Regions from separate parts of the Sus scrofa genome. Here region 1 is linked to region 2. A link is a contact called in public Hi-C data. All regions are on one chromosome and are shown on one strand. Each heading gives the region's core, a stretch centred on a gene start, on an enhancer-like site or on the middle of the called end of the contact. The rest is flanking DNA. Distances are from core to core; before and after follow the strand shown. Region 1 overlaps FHOD3 (FH1/FH2 domain-containing protein 3). Region 2 overlaps FHOD3 (FH1/FH2 domain-containing protein 3).

Region 1 (2,917 bases), core at 15-2,514, 200 kb before region 2:
CTGAACTGTCATCTATAATATCAAAATTTCAACTGAAATCAGTTCTAGAATTTGGCATACACAGTAATTTACCAAAGCTATGCCCTAACCTGTGAACTGTTTCTGATAAAATAATTTTAAAAATAGAAAATTAGAAACATTATATAATTCGGAGTTCCCGTCATGGCTCAGTGGTTAACAAACCCTGACTAGCATCCATGAGGATGTGGGTTCAATCCCTGGCCTCGAGCAGTGGGTTAAGGATCTGGCTTTGCCATGAGCTGTGGTGTAGGCCAGCGGCTACAGCTCCAATTTGACTTCTAGCCTGGGAACCTCCATATTCCACCGGTGCAGCCCTAAAAGACAAAAGAAAAAAAAGAAAGAAATATTATACAATTCAATAAAACACTAAAATCTCCAAGCAGAGAAGGAAAGGAAAATCCATGACATATTAAGCATTAGATATATATTCTTCAGATGTATTTTTCCCTACTTTTTCCTGTTTTCCCTATTTTTCATTATGATCATATTGTTATTTCTATAATAGGAAAGTAAACAAATATACAAAAAGGAACCAAATAAGACTGTATGTTAAGTGCTTTCCTTGGCTTTCAGAATTTTTCTTACTAGTCCATTACTCTCAGCACACCCCTCCCTCCTTCAAAAAGACACAACCCCCACTTCTTGGAAGAGTTCAAAGAATTTGACACATTTTTCCCCATTTTCCCTTTCCCCTTTTCTTTCCTCCTCTCCCTTCCAAAATGAACTGGAAAATCTATAGGAAAGAGTTTGCACCACAGTCCTTTTCCCATTCGTGCTCCACTGCTGAAGCCCTAAGTCTGAGGCAGATTTTAGCATCTTCTAAATCAGCCTAATGTCACAGCCTAATGAAGACTGTTCAGCCTCTGGAAAGAACATCCCTTGGGGGACCTTGCACCCTAAGGCTGAAAAGCCAGGTATGAAGGTCTCCTCTGGAACTGTTCAGGGCCTCTGGCACTGCAGAAAGTCCAGCAAGCCAGGACACCGCTTCAAAGGGGAGTCAAAGTAAGAATTTCTGTAAGTTTTCTATGATCTGTTTCGCTCAAGGGTCTATTAACTTCCCACTATGGAGGAAGAAAGTCACAAGAACGTCCATGTCTAGTGAAATTCGAGTTTCTGATCACACTGTTTTGTCACAATATTGTGATAGTCAATAGCTTTGGGGCTCTATCTTTTGCAGTCCAGTCCAGCCAAAGCACTCCTTCCTGCAAAACCCACTTCAGACACAAGATGGCGCTAAATAGATTTAAGTGGGTTAATACTACACTAGACTTCCACAACCAAAAAAGCACTAATCTAAATGAGAGCCTATGGGGGGCAGAAAGAGAGAGAGATGTCCTGGTTACAGGAACCATGAAAATTAATGATTTCCATTTTTAAGAAGGTTGAGGAGGATCAGAATGCAGAGAGAGTGGTGGGTAATGACAGCACGGTCTGAAAAGAGATCAGGGCATGCTACTCATGGAATTTACTCAGGCATGTTAATTAATTTTCCGTGCTTCAGGTTTGCCATCTCAAAAATAAGATAGTAATATTGCGGTACCTATTTTACAGGGGTGTTGTAGGAACTGAGTTAGAGCAATGCCTGACTCAGAGCAAGTGCTCAATAAATGCTATTCACATAAACTGCACTGCCAAAGTGCCATATCAATTATCTACTAACTGAAGCACTCAACCCAGACTCTCCAAGACACAAAGTGGGGGAGCGAGCCAAAGTCACAAATATTTTCTTCCAAAAATTTTTAGTTTTATTTTTTATAGGTAAGTACATGTTCCATTTTGAGATTTTTTTTTAAATAAATTGTGAGGTTTAGATTGATGTTCTTTTTTTCACATAAATGCCCATTTGATCTAATATTGTTTTTTGAAGCAACTATCCTATCTTTAACTGCTTTTGCAAATTTGCCAAAAATCAATTGGCTGTTTGCACAGGTCTATTTCTAGATTCTTGTTTCTGTTCCGTAGATCCATCTGCCTATTCCTTTGCCAATAATACCACACTAACTTAATTATCACAGCTTCATAAGATATCTTAAAATCTTACAACTGCAGTTTTCCTTTTCAAAATTGTTTCGGCTATTCTTGTTCTTTGCTTTTTACATATAAATTAAAGAAGAAATTTGTACATATCTACAAACAAAATTCTTACAAGTATAATGGGAAATGCATTTAAATCTACAGATAAATTTTGGGAGAATGGACTGCATTAGTATATTCATTCTTATAATCCATGTGTGATCCTACCATGTCATAATTTACATCCTCTCCATTTACATCTGTTTTAACTAAAGATTCTGCGTATGTGTTCTTGCTAAATTTGTAAGTATTTTATATTTCCCTGAGCTACTGGAAATATTTTTAAAACTACTCCATTCCCAACTGTTTATTACCAATATATAGAGATTTAAAAAACCTCTTTTTTGTTTTGATTTTGTATCATGTAACTGTGTTAACTTTATTAATTCTAGGCATTCTTGGGTTATGTTTTTGCAGATTCTATGATGTTTTCTACATAGGCAATAATGCTGTCTATGACCTAGAACAATTTTACTTATTCCTTCCCAATCTATATTCTCCCCTATCCTGTATTCCCCCCCTTGCCTTATTGTTCTGGTTAAGTATAAATCTTCAATAAATGTAGGTAAGAGTGGACAACTTTGCCTTTTCTCAATATTAGGGGAAAAGCATATAGTCTTTCACCATTAATTATAATGGTAGCTATAAGTTTTTGTACATTGCCCTTTATCAAGGTGAAGGTGATCCCCTCAACGTCTTGTCTTTTTTAAAAGTTTTTTTTTGTTTTTAATCATAAAGGGATGATGAATTTTGTTAAATATTTTTCTCTTCGTCAACCGGTATTATCAAGTGATTTTGCTTCAAATTGTTAATGTGGTGGGTT
Region 2 (3,119 bases), core at 406-2,905:
CTTAACCCACTGAGTGAGGCCAGGGATCAAACCCACATCATCATGCATCCTATTCAGATTTGTTTCTTCTAAGCCACAAGGGTAACTCCTCTGCTTTGTATTTCTGCCTGGTATTTTGTACCTGATACACCCACACCCACACCCACAATATTTCCTGCCTTGATCCTCTGTCCAGGTAGGTTGGATTCTCTCTGCTGCCAAATTCACTCTGCTCCTGCTCACGTCCATCTAGGCTCTTCTCTCCAGGTGCTCCTTCAGCCCCTCCATGTTACTTACTTAAATCTTCCTGGGCTTTGATCAAGCCACTCACCTCCCAAGACCTTCCTATGGCCAATGTAACTGTAGCTACCAGGCCTGTGAATCCAGGCATCCTCACACAGGATGCCATCAGAACCGACATTTTCCGAATGTTTTTTGGGTGGGCCCATGATGCCAACTCAGTTGGGGGTTAGGGGTAGGCTGAGTTAGTACAATTTAAGTGGAAGCCTCCTGGCCCCATCAAAACCCTGTTTTCTTAAACTTCTTAGAGAGCAGGATTTTCCTCAGTCACCATTGTGTTGTCCAGGTTTGACACGGTACCAGGCACACAACTGGGGCTCCATGACCACTGGCTTCCTGGGGGAAAGAGTCACCAACCACCTTGGTGTGGATGAGTCTAATTAGACTCCTGTCCACACCAGCTACTGTGGGCGTGACCTTGGCCCCTGAGTCCCTCTCTGGCTCTCCTGGGGCAGCTCCTGAGCAGTGGTTCTCAACTGGGGCCAGTTTTGCCCCCCAAGGGACACTTGGTAATATCTACAGGCATCTTTTGCTGTCACAACCAGGGGGGTTGCCACTGGCATCTAGTGGGTAGAGGCCAGGGACACCAGTAAACATCCTATGATGACCCACAATAAATAAGTATCTGGCCCAGAATATCAACACTGCCAAGGGGGAGAAATCCTGCTCTGGAGAAAACAAAACAAGGAAAGAGGAAGTGCTCCCTGAAAACCTTTGAAAAGAAGTGATGGAAACATCACTTTAGTTGCCAGATCCGGATCCATCATAAATGCTTTTGACATTACGCTGGCTTATTTAAAATTAAGCAGCTGCCCCGCCGCCGTCCCAGCAGCATGTGGTGGGCATGGCAGCCACCCTGGAATGACCACATCACAAACTACTGGAGCTGGCTGCCACATTTCTGCCTACTAATTTTAATCTCTCTTTCTCAAAGGTCAGGAATATTTTCAGACCTCTTCACACACGCATATTGTGGGCAGACTGGATCTGCGCTGCTTCCAATTGGCAGAGGCACTTCGTTCACCAGCACCCTGAGCTGAGTTACAGGCTTAACTTTGTCCCTGTCACTCTCCAAGGGGCTTTGAGTCCATTATCCTAATTGGCAAATGATATGTAAGTACCAGAAGGCTATGTGTCCGCAATTATATTTCTAATGAAGGCTTAATCTCCAAAAGCAAACAGTAGTTCATTAAAACCACCCTCCCCATCTGTCACTACGGTCACCAAAAGAGAAAGAATCGGCTTCACGGGAAGGTTCAGATTAGCTGCCAGACAAAGCCTGATGAAGAAGCAAGAGATGCATCCCACCGGGTTCCAGTGCAGCATCCCTGACACACCCCTAGGGGAGGGATGGGGTGGAGACAGCAGCCTGAGGCTCAGGGTCTGGGAAGGCAGGAAGCAGTCGTTCCTCTGTTCCCCTGCTCAGGGCAAGCTTTTTGAGCAGATATTTCCACTTTAGCTAAGACATCTTATCAGCACTTCAGGGAAACGCCAGAGGGATTCGGGAAGGCAGATGACTCCATGGTCTAATATTTTAGCTGGACTCACACCAGGATCCCAAACCCTGTCCCGCAGACTGTGCATCACTCTGGGGAAGCTGATCACAGCTGCCCCGCCATGCTCAAAAAGCACTGACAGTCTGCGGAATGGGGTTCTAAACACCTGATGGGGATCAGCTTCTTTCACCCCCAGCAACCCTATGACTCATTTGACAAGTGAAAAAAAAAAGAGGCAAGGAGAAATCACTTGTCCAAGGTCATACAGCCTTTTAGTGGTGGAACCAGGCTGCGAACCAGGTGAACTATTTCCGAGTTCCCCATCATACACAGTGCCCAGGACAAACGCACTCATCTTGGGCCAGGAGCCCTGATGCTGCCTGACATGCCCCATCTCACCTGCGGGGGCACGGAAGGCCACGAGCCATCTTCCCTATGGCATGGTGGGATATTTGAGCAGAGCCCGAAAGTCTGAGTAGGAAATAACCAAGGCAGAAACATGGAACAATGGGACCGAGAGGCCTGCCTGGGACCCCTAGCGATCAGTCATTCTGGACATTGGAAGCTTGGAGGGCCGGACACATGTCATCGTCTTACCCAGACCCCCAACCCACCCTACCAGGCAGGCACACACAATGACAACCACCCCCTGACAAGAGTCACCTGAGGCCTTAGGCACTTAAGTGACCTGCCCAAGGTCACACTGCTGAGCGGTAGAACCAGGGCTCAACCTGGGCATGTCTGCTACACAGCCTTTGCTCTCAGAACTTCCTAAGATCCAGGACATGCCACCCTGTAGGACATTCCCTGAGACAGGAAGCCCCGAATTTGCCTGAACTCCAATCCCCTGAGTTTGCCATTCTCCACAGCACCACCTTTAGAACCTTCAGTTGTAAAGAAGCTTCATGGGCAAGGCTGCCCCAGCTTGGTTGAGGGAACCCCATCTGGAGTCCTCGAAATTGCTCAGGTAACCACAAGCACTCCTACAGATGCAGGGATCCGAGCCTTTGTGCAGAATGAGGGCCAACCTTTGGCCAAGTGATCTCTCTTCACATGTCCATGAGACCGCCCCTCTACAAGCAGGTACACTTTGCCTTCCTGCACCAAGTTTCTCTATGGTCCTCAAAAGCTATTCCATGGAAAGGCCCAAACCTTAACACACTGTGGGCCTTTAGCTGACAACAGTGAAGACTTCCGTCCCAGGAGTTCCCATCATGGCGCAGTGGAAACGAATCTGACTAGGAACCATGAGGTTGCGGGTTCGATCCCTGGCCTCACTCAGTGGGTTAAGGATCCAGCATTGCCGTGAGCTGTGAGTAGGCTGCAGACGTGGCTCGGATCTGG

What was found. A called contact is a pair of places that touch in the nucleus more often than the background predicts.
Region 1: a Hi-C map of embryonic fibroblasts shows a contact between it and region 2, with 2.5 times the contacts expected there. The contact joins two enhancer-like sites. A contact is called at or near these places in 2 of 47 Hi-C or Micro-C datasets (embryonic fibroblasts and heart right ventricle).

What each region holds. Positions count from the first base shown.
Region 1 is chr6:120,345,813-120,348,729 of Sscrofa11.1, reverse strand. The region is part of intron 5 of FHOD3 (FH1/FH2 domain-containing protein 3); the gene reads right to left. Among named protein-coding and RNA genes, the nearest start is that of FHOD3, 310 kb to the right of the region's middle. Within about 2 kb of position 1,264, at least 4 of the 83 cell types and tissues checked have an H3K27ac peak or open chromatin away from gene starts, as enhancers often do.
Region 2 is chr6:120,141,272-120,144,390 of Sscrofa11.1, reverse strand. The region is part of intron 3 of FHOD3 (FH1/FH2 domain-containing protein 3); the gene reads right to left. Among named protein-coding and RNA genes, the nearest start is that of FHOD3, 110 kb to the right of the region's middle. Within about 2 kb of position 1,655, at least 3 of the 83 cell types and tissues checked have an H3K27ac peak or open chromatin away from gene starts, as enhancers often do.